2 separate regions of the Rattus norvegicus genome follow, and region 2 is linked to region 1. Evidence: chromatin contacts called from public Hi-C data. All regions are on one chromosome and are shown on one strand. The core of a region is the stretch at or near the end of the contact, and the rest is flanking DNA. Distances in the headings are between cores, read along the strand shown. Region 1 overlaps LOC108352581 (a long non-coding RNA gene). Region 2 has its middle 40 kb from the start of Ahctf1.

Region 1 (6,374 bases), core at 791-3,290:
TCAGGGAAGAACTCACTGGAATCACTAGATGGAGCTCTCTGGTTCTTGCTCATAGGCTGTGTGCTTTCCTTGGCACAAACATTTCCCAAATACAAAGGCCCCAGGCACTCTGATCACTCTTCCCACGGTTTTGACTAGACTTTGACTCTGTGCCCTTAGGCATCTTAGAGGCCCTTCTGTTTCAAGACACAGGTGATACCTGGTTCACTCTCTTGGAGAGATCACGGCCATAAACTAAGCTTTCTTTTCTTCCTCCTCCTGTCCTCCTCCTCCTCCTCTCCCTCCTCTTCTTCCTCCCCTCCTCTTCTTCCTCTTCCTCTTCTTCCTCCTCTTCCTCCTCCTCTTCCTCTCCCTTATCTTTTTCCCATTACCCCTTTACAGCATGGATTCTCACATGCAGTCCAGCCTGGCCTCAAATTTTCTTCCTATCCTCCGTCTCTGACTACTGGATGCTGGGATCACAGATGTACACACTCTACCTAAGCTTCTACCTAAGCATTTTTTAGAGCAACTGAAGCATTAGCCAAACACAAAAGGCCAGTCTTGCCTTTTTGCTGTTTCCCCTATTTTTGTGTTACTGTATGAGGGACATTAGGGACACAATGTAAGCACCAGCAGCAGCAGATTCCGTTCCTCTTCCTGCTTAGCCACGGAATTGTGTATGTCTGTCACAGGAGGTGTGCAAGCACCCACAGTAGACATTGCAACGTGCTCACGAATACCTAGCAATCAATATTAATATGGGAATGTTTTATCTACTTGTGCTCGTCCTGGAGGCACCGACCATTTGTAACAGTCAGGGTTCTCCAGAGGAGCTGAGCTAACAGAAGGAGGTGCCACAGGGGTCCAAGGCCAATGCAGATGCTCCTGGTTCCTTCCAGAACTGGGCAAGAAGCACATGCCCCTGCCACCACCACCCCTGCTAGTCATTAATGCTGTTTGTCTATACAATTCTTTCTGTGTTCTACACACACTGGTGCTACCAAGCCGAGAAACTAAAACTGGTAAAATAGCGAACTCTGGTTTCCTGACTGCCTGCTTGGAGCCACCAGTCTGGATGGAGCTGAAGCAGAAGGCTCGGGGCCTGAGGAAGTGTCAGTTGTAGAGTGAGATGGAACCTGGTGTGGCTCATAGGTCAGGAATAGCCAAAGTGAGGCAAAATGGTGGCCTCACTCCTGAGCCTGTACCAGGAGTACAGATCTGTGAGGGCCTCAGAGACAAGAAGCAGCCGCGCCCACCTACTTCGCCCCCTCTTTTGAAAGTGACAGTCACGATGCCACTTCATGGGTGATATAACTGGTGACAACCATCATCTGGCACAAGGAAAGAAAAGTGTGGGGAGGGGCTGGGGATTTAGCTCAGTGGTAGAGCGCTTGCCTAGCAAGCACAAGGCCCTGGGTTCGGTCCCCAGCTCCGGGGGGAAAAAGAAAAGAAAAGAAAAGTGTGGGGAACAGGCTGCAGCTGAGCTAAGGAAATGCCAGAGAGCCAGAGAGCGCAGGCTTCTGGTTGGTACCAGCTCAACTGGCTATGCCAGCGACCTTGGACATGGCACTCACAGACTCTGACCTCCTGCTTTTTCCAGAAGGCCGAGTTAATTATTGTTCTGTTTGGGAGGATGTATTTTGCAGGAATTAGGGCTGGGGAAAGTCTGAGTTCATGTTCTAACTCAGCCATTTTCTAAGCTTGTGCTGGTGGGTGTCTCTGAATTTCACTGAGTTACTTCAGTTCTTATAAAAGAATGAACGACCTCATAGATCTGATGTGACTTTAAAGTGGGTAACAGTTTTCACCAGGTCCTGGAACACAGTGGGCCTCAACTAAGGTTGGTTTCCCCTGCTTAACTCATGCAATGCTTGCTACCAAGAGACACAGCCTAAACATGTAGCCTGCTCCTATTCTTTAGGAAGGACACTTGGTGACCTTGTTACCCCAAAACGTTAAATTTCAGGAGGCCGAGAGTCATGTTGCCTAGCACTGAGCCCAGCACACCGTCAGCCCTGAACAAACACATCTCTGTGCCAGACACAGGGACAGAAAAACACAGGCCTCGACACATCCATCCATCAGACTGATGTTGGAGAATGTCAGCCTGTTCTTCCTGAGGCGCTCCTGGGAACAGTGGCCCCGTGGCCGCTAATCACGGTGAAGGGACATGCAGAGAAGCAAATGTAGATGGACTCCCGTTCTCACCTACACAACGGACGGAGCGAGTAGAAAACCTGTCTCCTGCCTATGGTAGTTACTTTTCTGTGGCTGCAATAAAATGCCGCAACTGAGAGCCAGTTATAGAAGAAAGAGGGGTTTCGTTGTCGCTTTCCTTGGGGCCGATGGCTCCAGAGGGTTAGCTGTCAATTGTGGTAGCAGGAACAGGAAGCTGAGGGGAGTAGAGACAGACAGAGGACTGGAAGTGGGGTGAGGCTACGGACTCTTATGTAGTGCGCCAGTGCGGCCTTTAGGATGAAAGCTGTTGTTTGTTTTCTGAGATAGGGTTGGCTTTGAACTTGCCAAGAATGACTTCGATATCTGATCCTCCTTCCCTTCCCTCAGCTGCTGGGGTAGCTGTGTGTCTCCATGCCCAGCGATCAAACCCAGGGCTTCCCAATGCTAGGCAAGTTCTGTCTGTGAACCTGAGCGACATCCCTCTAGGTCTGAATCCCCTTCTTGTTGTTGCTTTTCATTTTGTTTCATTTTTTTTCTTTCTAGACAGGTTTCTCTGCATAGCCCTGGCTGTCCTAGAGCTCACTCTGTAGACCAGGCTGGCCTTGAACTCACATGGATGCTTCTCCCTTAGCCTCCTGAGTGCGGGGATTAAAGGTGTGTGCCACCACTGCCCGGTCAGTTCTGATTTCTTAATGTGCTGTAGAAAAGCCTCAGCAGAACATCCGGAGAACATTGTTTCAGACAAAGGCAGAAGGTGGCCTGTGGTTCCTTATCAAAGGGCCCTGTACCTTGTGCAAAGAATCGTCATAAGGCCAGGTGTTTCTGAGAGATCTGTTTCTTAGGGGATGACATGAGAAGGCAGGGGGCAGACAGACACTTCAGTGTCCCTGTCTCAAACCTGGAGCCTGCAGCCTGTGCCACGAATGCTTGAGATGGAGCCCTCAAAATATGCCTGGGCTGTGGAATCCACTTCTTTGTGGGGAAGTACTTGTGCCTGCCCCTGAGCTTTCATGGAACACAAATGCTCAGGGCTATTTTGAGCACCACCCTCTGGAATGACAGCATAACTTGTGTAACAGGAAGTAGGTCACCAACTAATCTCTTCCAAAGTGGCAAGAAACACATCTGCAGATCCCATGGAGAGGGAGCCCCCCAGCTTGACCTCTCTTGCTACCCCACCCACACTCCCCTCAACACTGGAGACACGACAGAGGTTGGCTCATGGATTATGCATTTGCCTTCAGAATAAATTAACTATGATCTGGCTGCACATAACACACAAAGTGGCAAAATTACCAAGTCCCCTAGTTCTTTTATTGGCATTATCTTAGCTGTTGATGGTTGTCATAGAAACCAGCAGAGGTGTCAAGTCTTCTCTTTCCCAACCAGAGGAAGACCTGAAGTTATTCTGATCGGGGCCTTTTAAAAATAGAAACTGCCTTGAACCTAGATAAACAGCCTCAGAGTTCTCCCTCAAAGTTCTGTCTGTTTCGAAAATGTTTTTGCCAGGTGATATTTTTTATTTGCAATTTGCTTGTATTGAAATCTTAAGGGTTGGGAATTTAGCTCAGTGGTAGAGTGCTTGCCTAGCAAGCACAAGGCCCTGGGTTAGGTCCCCAGCTCCGAAAAAAAGTAAAGAAGAAGAAAAAAGAAATCTTAATTAAAAAGAAAAAAAAGAAAAGAAGAAGAAAAAAGAAATCTTAATTAAAAATGGAAAGACAAAATGTTCGGGGGGGGGGGCAGGGAAATGGCTCAGCCAGTGTAGTCCTTGCCTTGTAAACACAAGGAACTGAATTCCATACCAAGGACCAATGTTTAAAAGGCTACATTGTGGCATGCTTTTGTAATCACAGCCCTGGGGAGGCAGAGCCGGGTGATAGATCCACAGTGCTCACTGGCGGGCCTAGCTAGCCCAGTGGGTCTTAGGCCAAAAAATAAGTGGACTGCTCCTGAGTAATGACTGAGGTTGTTTTCTTTCTGGCTTACATACACACACACAGACACACACACAGACAGACACACACACAGACAGACACACACACAGACAGACACACACACACACACAGACACACACACAGACACACACACACAGACACACACACAGACACACACACACAGACACACACACACAGACACACACACACAGACACACACACAGACAGACACACACACATACACAGACACACACACACAGACACACACACACAGACACACATACACAGACACACACACACAGACACACACACACTGACACACACACACTGACACACACACTGACACACACACTGACACACACACACTGACACACACACACACTGACACACACACACACAGACACACACACACACTGACACACACACACACTGACACACACACACACTGACACACACAGACACACACACAGACACACACACATACACACTTACCTCATATGCACACATGTACAGGAAAATATAAAAAGAAGAAAGTTCTTCAGTTACACAAAATACAATCATTCACCAGAAGATGGTTTAAGCAGGGTATGGTAGTACATGCTCATAATTGCAGTACAGGAGAGACAGAATCAGAAGGATAAGAAGTTCAAGGCCTACTTTGGCTACACAGGGAGTTTGAGACTAGCCTGAGTTACTTTCACCTCATCTAAAATTTTAAAAAAATGGCTCTAGTGACACCCATTAAATGGCACATTAGGTCTCTTCAGTCGCTAGAGGCAGAAGCCTAAATCAGCCTGCGTTAGAGATGTACTTACTGGCTTCTCTAGGGAAAAAGGACTTAAAATGACCTGAAATTCTTTGAGGCTTTGCTATAGTTCAGATCTTCCCAGAGGCCTATGTGTTAAAATTGTGGTCCCCAGCGTTAAGGTAAGGATGGAACCTGTCAGAGGTGGGGCCGAGTGAGAGGTCTGCATTGGGAAGGGATTGTGGGAAGGCTGGTGAGGAGTGGGGTCAGCAGGTAGAAGTACTTGCCACAAAAACCCAGTGACCAGTGTTTAACCCCTGGACCCAGGTGGAAGGAAAGAACAGACTTCTGAAGATTGGCTTCATTGGCTTCTGAGGGTGCACCACACTCACACAGACACAGAAATAAGTTAGAAAGGAAAGGCAGTCAGGAAGGAAAGGATGGAGAATGGGACCCCACCCCTTCCTCTTTGCTTTCTCTTCGTGAGGTAACCTCTTTACCTGACCACGAGGTAAATGGGCCTCTGCTGCAGAGTGCTCTCGCCATGATCTACGGTGCCATCCCATGTCTAAAGCACAGGCAAACTGATCATGAACCGAAGCCTCAAAATCATGAACCAAATAAACCTCCTTTCCAAGATGATTTGTCTCAGGATGTGTTCACACTGGATAACTGACTGACAGACTCAATGGCACTGGTAGTCTCCCTGAAGTGCAGTATCATTTTGGCCCTTATCACATCGAGGACCCCTTGGCATGAGGTGCCACCCTGGCTCGTTTTCAAATCTCACATCCAGCTTTAATTATAGGTGGAAGTTGAAGGGACTCTGGCCAGCTTGACTATGGCAAACGTGGGTCTGACTGGCCTTGCCCTTCTCCCAGATTCCCTCTGCCTCACTGAAAACTATTAGATTCCATTCCTAAAGCCAGCCACCAAAGTCTATTTCCTTATTTGTCTCTCCTCCTCCTGAGGCTGACTACCAAGGGCCAGCTATCAATGTACTGAAGTCTAGCTATTCAAAGCCTCCTTTGCCTTTATAAACCGCCACTTGCCTATGAGTCTGTCTCCTCTCTATTCAGGTCAGTGCTTTGTCTCCAGGACAAACATCCCAGTCCCCTCTGCCTTGCTCCTCCTCCTCTCCCTCTATCTCCTGTCTTTGTCTATTTCCTGCCCTTTGTCACTCTGGAGCAAATCCCCTTTATGTTAAGAACCTGGTCTTGAGGGTCCTGAGCTGATCCCATCCCTTACATGAAGGAGATGGGTTCTCAGTGGTTCAAGGTAGACTCTTTGCCAGGAGGGAGATATGAGGAGGGCAGGGCTGTGTGGTGAGAGGGGCGGTCAGCACAGTCCCGCAGTGGGACTGTCAAGGGACACCTCTACATGTTTGCAGCCCCCGCTCAGGGCTCATCTATCCCATTGAGATTATCCTCAGATAGCCAAGAGTTGTAAAGGAGATTAAAAAAAAGAATAATTCTGTCTCTAGTGTGTTTGCCCAAGCTAGCCAATCTATTCTTTGCAGGGATTGAATACCTGTT
Region 2 (6,713 bases), core at 3,119-5,618, 190 kb before region 1:
GAGACCACAACTTCCATATTCATAACTGTTATCTGTGGCTCTAGTTGATTTTTATTTTTAAAAATTACGACACAGCCTGATGTGATAGCACACGCGTGCGATTTCATCGCTCAGAAGGCAGAGGCAAGAGAATCACAGATTCAAGGCTAGCCTGGCCACACAGAAAGTTCCAGGACAGCCTTGACTGTTGGAGACTCTGTAATAAAATTAAATCAGAAGCCCACCCTGTCTCTGGCTTTTAGAAATTGTAACCACTACCCGCAATGAAGTCCAATGATGGAGAACTTGTCTAGCATGTTAAAAGGACCAGGGTTTGATCCCTGGCACTGCAAAGTAAAAATAACAAGAACCATTTTTATTTTATTTTATTTTACTTTTCACTAGTGGGGGATGGCACACTGAGGGGGTCAGAGGGCAATCCTGTAGAGTTAGATTGTTCTTTCCACCTTCACATGGGCTCCGGGTATTGAACTCGGGCCATCAGGCTTACACAGCAATCAGCCTTACCCACTGAGCCATTCCATCAGCCCCAACAGTAACCATTTTAGTGTACAGTCTAGAGGCATTAGATACCTTTACACTGACAGGCAACCATCACTCCCAACCATCTTGAGAACTCTTCACCTTACAAAACTGAAACTCTACCATAACCACTTGGCCGCTGCTACCCCATCTCCCTCTCGCCACATCTTGGCCACATCTTTTCTTTCTGTGAGTTTGGTCCCTGTAGATCTCTCAGTAAAGACAGAATAACGTATTTGCCCTTTTTTGTAACTGGCTTGTTTTACTTAACACATCATCTTCTGGGTTCTTCCATGAGATAGAATGAATCAAATTTTCCTTCCTCTCTCTCTCTCTCTCTCTCTCTCTCTCTCTCTCTCTCTCTCTGTGTGTGTGTGTGTGTGTGCACTCACGCACGTGCGCTGTTCATTGAGTTCTCTATCCCCTAGACCACTAGGAACTTTGAACTCCACTCATCCAAAACTAGTATTTTGTCTCATATACAGCTCCCTGGGTGTTCTCCATCTTTCTGTATAATACAGCTATTCCTCCAAGTGCCAAAGCCAGACACCAGAAGAGATATTTGGTTAGTTTGAGCAATTCCAATTCTCTGATACCTCCTGAACCTTCCCATTTTCCTACCTCGAGTGTCAGTCTCAGTTTGACATAGCTGTGCTCTTCCAGCCCTCTGACTCTTGTCTAACAGACTTGCCCTTCTCACTGCAGCCAGAGTTACGGCTTTTGTGCTTTAAAGATTCGTTTATATGTGCAGGTCTTTTGCCTACATGCACGTCTGTGCTCAGCGTGTGTGCTGTCCCAGTGGAGGCCAGAAGAGGATGTTTGGTCCCCCAGAGCTGGCATTATAGACAGCTATTAACACCCATGTGGGTGCTGGGAATTGAACCCAGGTCCTCTGTAAGAACAGCCATAGAGCCATTTAACTGTACCGCCATCTCTCCATCCCCTTTTGTCTTTAAGTGTTGGAGCACAGGCTGGCTCAAACCCATGGCAATCCTCCTGCCTCGGGTTCCTGGATATTAGTACCACAGAAATGAACTGCTACACTCAGCAGAAAGTTAGGCTTATCTTATTTTCTCATTTGTTTTCTGAGATAGGGTCTCATCTAGCCCTCACACTTACTCATAGCTGAAAATCGCCATCAATTCCCACTCTCCTAACTCACCTCTTAAATTCTGGGACCACAAACGTGGATACCCACCCCTACACGCATGCACATCACCCCACTTTTTATTATGAGTATGCCCGTGTTTAGGGACATTTATATTATCAAATATCTTTCTTTTTCTTTCTTCTTCTATGCCCCTGTCATATAACTCAAGATCAAATTGACTTCAAATACCATTAAGATCCCATCATAGGACCCAGAGAACAGCGAACATCACTCCTGTCCTCTCTTCCAGGAAGGAAGACTGCATCTTCAATTGTGCACAATGTAAATGTGCCATGTTGGGTGGCGCTGTGACCCTTTGATGTCTTTATTTGGGAATTCAGACTGGGGAAACCCCTTGAAGTTCTGAGTAAAGCAAACAGGCAGAGGACGGATGTCTTCATTCTTTTCTTTTCTTTCTTTTTTTTTTTTTTTTTTTTAGATTCGCTTTGTGTGGTGGCTGGGAATTGAACTCACGCCCTCTGGAAGAGAAGTCAGTGCTCTTAACCACTGAGCCATCTCTCCAGCCCCTCATTTCTTTTCTTGCTGCTGTGATAAAACGCCCTGACAAAATCAACTCCAGAGAGAAAGGGCTTTTGTCAGCTCACAGTTCCAGATGCAGTGCCCGGGGGCAGGAACGTCAAAGCAGCTGGTCACATCCCCTCCGCAAACAGGAAGCAGAGTGGGATGAACGCAAGTCTGTGGACAGCTCAGCTTTCTTTCTCTAGTTACACAATTCAGGACCCCTGCCCCACAATTCAGGCTCCCCCAGTGGCAGGGCTTCCCACCTCTGTGAACACAATCAAGACAATCTTCAACAGGTGAGTGTGTGAGTGCGTGTGTGTGTGTGTGTGTGTGTGCACGTGGACAGATCCTTGGACTCAGACTGAATTGTGTCACTAACCTGCAGACAGCAGACTGTGGGATTTCTCCTAATTTACACATGTACCCTTCTGATTCTACTGTTCTGGAGAACCCTGCCTAATGTAACAGAGAGGAAGTGTCTCAGGTAATGGAGGCAATTAGTGAATATGTGGGTGGAGATTAGATAGATAGATGATAGACATATAGACAGATAGACAGATAGACCAACAGAGATGGTAGATAGATGATAGATAGATAGATGATTGATAGATAGATGATGGATAGATATGATACATAGATAGATGATAGGTTGATAGATAGATAGATGATAGACAGGCAGATGGACAGATAGATAGACCAACAGAGATGGTAGATAGATGATAGATAGATAGATAGATAGATAGATAGATAGATAGATAGATAGATAGCTGGCTGATAATTGAAATTTATTCAAGGTGGCTGGAGCACACACATTTCCTCCTACTAGGAAATCCAGAATACCAAAACATGGGACTATTCTACCAGGCCTGTTAGAGAGGACCGGTGAGCATCAGGGTTCATTAGCAGTGTCTGAGAGTAGGAATCCTGATATCCTTGCAGAGTATCTGGGTTAAGGGATGGGTGGGCTATTGCCATAGTTCCAGTCCCAAATGATCCTCCAAGGTCTGTGTGTAAGAAACTTGGTCACCAGTCTGTGATGTTGCTGGGGGTGGTACCTTTAAGAGGTGGTGCCTCATAGAAGGAAGCTACCTCTCCTCTCCGGGGGGTGCACTCTTGACACATGGCTCCTTCCTTTCTCTCTTTGCTTCCCAGCTGCTGTGAGGTGATAAATCTCCTCTGCTCCAGGCCACCACCATTATGGCCTGTGCCACCACAGGCTCAGGGCAAAGGGCTGACAACCATGGAAAACCTCTGAAATCATGAGCCAAAGTAACTCATGGGTCTGTCAGGTACCGTGTTACAGCCATGTAGAGCTGACTCACACACAGCTATGCACTGCAGATCCCCTCCCCACGTTTGCTGAGTTGCACAGACGGAACACACACGATTGCTCAGGCTCAATCCCTAGCGCTGAAGGAACCAGGCAAGGTCTGCACACCCATAATCCTAGCACTCAGAAGGTAGAGGCGAGACCACCAGACGTTTATAGTGAGTTTGAGGTTAGCCTGGGCTACATGAGATCTGATTTTAAAAAAGCAGGAGGTGGAGGAAAAGACCTGTCAGATAGGGAAGAAAGGCACGTCCTGGAGGGTCTGTCATATAGTAGCTTCAGGCCTGCACACTAGTCTCCAGAAACCAGCCCTGGAGCTAAGGAAGGCCCTGGATTCTGATGTTTGCTCCTTCAGCAATGACCCCTAACCTAATCTCCGGGTTTTTCCTCTTTATGTGTGCTGTATTCCTTTACCTACTAGCTAGCCCACTCTTTCTTCAACCCTTAACTTTACTTGAGAGATCTCAGTCGTTTGCTTACACAGTTTTGAGCCTATTGCCAACAGCCTTTTGGAGCCTGTCTCCCTCTCTGGGCAGACTCAGGTTTTAACAGGGTTCCCAGATCTACTCCCACCTCCAGAATCACCTGGGCTCAGCCTGTCTCATTCTTTGACCCTAGGTCTGAGCCAATATAGAAAGAATGTCCCTGCCGGTCCGCGGCTTTGGCTGTGAAAAGACAGCACTGCCACAGGAAGCCTGTGTAAAGCCGCAGCAGCCCAAAATAAAGAGGGAGGACCCGCCACAAAAAAAAAAATCACTGACTCAGTCGAGGCCTCTGTCCCGACACTCCCTTGATAAGTCACACCCTCAGCCGGCCGAGGCTACTCAGAAAAACCTTTATAGAGAAATTGGAATGGAGGGAAATTTCCCAAGAAGTCCAGGGCTCGCGGCCGGAAGCCACGCTGGGCGATGGGGAAGTGACCGGCTAGATTCCGTTTGCTGCCACCTCCCGGGAGAGCTGCGAACTGCAGGCCTTCCGGGGGAGCAAAGTCACCAGGACAGCTGCCCTGAGGTTAGGTCCATCTTTGTGAGGCTGCTGTTGGAGGAAAGTGACAATCACAGACCATTTTGATGCAAAGGAAGAAAGGAAAAGTGCAGTCTATGAACATTCTGTTTCCAGTAGTTTTCAAGTCAATTTCTAAGTCAAAACACCTGCCGTTCAACACACTTTCCCCATTTGTTCTTTCTCTCTCGCCTGTTGGGAACTCCCTTCCTCCTCCTTCCTAAACAGCTACTTTCTCCCCTCAATCCATCCTGCACAGGGCAGCCAGTTTAAAAACCGTTTAGTCGTTCATGAATGCCCTTAGGCAGCTGACTCAGCTCCCACCACTACCCCAGGTCGGTCCCACTGGACACCCTCCTCCTCAGAGCCTCCCTCACACTGGCGTTTTCTGGTCTCTGACACCACAAACTCTCCTCACCTTCAGGAAGTCACTCTTTCCAGTTCCATCCAGGGAGTGAGTTTCTCCCCGTCCTCCTTCTCTCTCCATTTCAATCCATTCACCCTTCAAATAGCAGCGCAGACATCAGTCCCTGTTAAGGGAAACTCCCCTGACCTGCAAAAATCAGCCCCTTCTGCCATCGACACTGGCATTTTTCACACTGACCTTCAAGGCCAGTGCCACAGTTTAATGACTTCTGTATATATTCATTTAATTAGTATCTCATTTCCCCTAAACTGCAAAACCAGTATCATTGATATCTGGCATTGAATCTGACATAGTAGTAAATTCTGAATAATATTTGGAATGAGAGTCAGTCACAGTGGCTCATACCTGTAAATCCAGCCACCTGGAAGACCGGAGTTTAACATGATCTCACACACACACACACACACACACACACACACACACACACACACCTTGAGGACTTTTTTTTTTGAAGGTAGGGTTTCTCTATGCTGTCTTGGCTGGTCTCAAACTTACAGAGATCCACCTGCCTCTGACTCCTGAGTGCTGGGATTAAAGGTATCACCACTACTCCAGGCTGTGTGGATTTTATATATGCAAAATAGAAGAATGAAGAAGTCTGGCTTGCTAAGTGCATTAATAGGCTTAGAGTTTTCAAAACCTACTTTTAATATTTCAACCCCCCTTCTAGCCCTCCATCCAAAGGTAGGGGAGAGAAGATGGTGAGTAGAGCAAGGGGAAGTGGAAACATCCACTTAGAAGCAGTTCTTTGGAGTGATTTCAGTCTGCGTTCATCATGATATGAACAGTCCGGTTCAGTAGTATCAGGATAGCATCCCTCTCTCAATGAAGTGAAGATCAGTGAAGACTTGAGACCAACTAAGCATGGCAAAGCTAGCTATCACGCGTCCTCCCACGGATCTTGCCTCAGCACTGCGCCACGTAAGTCTGCATCACATGACACAACCAGAAACTTCCACCTGAAGTAACTTTTCTCGTTGTGCTAACAAAAGCAACTGAAGGAAGGAAGTGAAGGGATTTATTTTGGCTTGCAGCTTGAAAGCACAGGAGTCTGAGAGGCAGCTGTCACTGACTCGACCTAGATCTCTGCCCCGGGAATCATTCCCTGGATAAGTCACACCTGTAGCCCACCTCAGTGGAGGAATCAGAGGTAGAGGAATGCTGTCTCAGCTTGCTTCTTCTCTTTCTTCAGTCCAGGACCCCAGTCCATGGGAAGGTGCTGCCCTCATCTAGGGTTGGTCTTCCCACCACAGTCCCACTCTAGAAACACCTCACAGGCATGTACAGAGGTTGGTGTCCTAGGAAACACTAGATCCTGCCAAGTTGACTGTCATTATTAGCCAGGGCTGCAGTGCATTGATGGGTACAGGGATGACGTGTGGGATAAACAGAACAGAACTGAGTGAAGTGAGGAGAGGCCAGAGCAGAAAGAAAGCCACTGGACTGATGACTTGAGGGTTCCTTTCTAGCATGTGTGAGTCACTGGGTTCAATCCCTAGTACCGCAGAGATAAATAATAAAAGATAATATTGAATCCCCCTGTTCTAGTTTAATTCTCATTGCTATGATAAAACGCTTGGCCAAAATTAGAGAAGGAAAGGATTTATTTGACTTATACTTCCTGCTCACGGTCCATCACTAAAGGAAGTCAGGGCAGGAACTTGAGGCAGGGACCATAGAGAAGCTCTGCTTGTCGGCTCAACCCCTGGCTTTGACTCAGCTAGGTTTCTTGTAGAGCCCAGGAGCAATTTCTTAGGGGT

Evidence for each region. Hi-C and Micro-C count contacts between places; a contact is called where the count stands out from the background.
Region 2: a contact with region 1 is called in a Hi-C map of Schwann cells, with 5 times the contacts expected there. The contact joins two enhancer-like sites. A contact is called at or near these places in 3 of 12 Hi-C or Micro-C datasets (Schwann cells, kidney and liver).

Annotation. Positions count from the first base shown.
Region 1 is chr13:93,917,962-93,924,335 of GRCr8, reverse strand. All of the region lies in intron 1 of LOC108352581 (a long non-coding RNA gene), which reads left to right. Among named protein-coding and RNA genes, the nearest start is that of Sccpdh, 11 kb to the left of the region's middle. Within about 2 kb of position 2,040, at least 19 of the 93 cell types and tissues checked have an H3K27ac peak or open chromatin away from gene starts, as enhancers often do. A contact at or near this core is called in Schwann cells and liver, where this site is marked.
Region 2 is chr13:94,105,451-94,112,163 of GRCr8, reverse strand. No RefSeq gene overlaps it. Among named protein-coding and RNA genes, the nearest start is that of Ahctf1, 40 kb to the right of the region's middle. Within about 2 kb of position 4,368, at least 28 of the 93 cell types and tissues checked have an H3K27ac peak or open chromatin away from gene starts, as enhancers often do. A contact at or near this core is called in Schwann cells and liver, where this site is marked.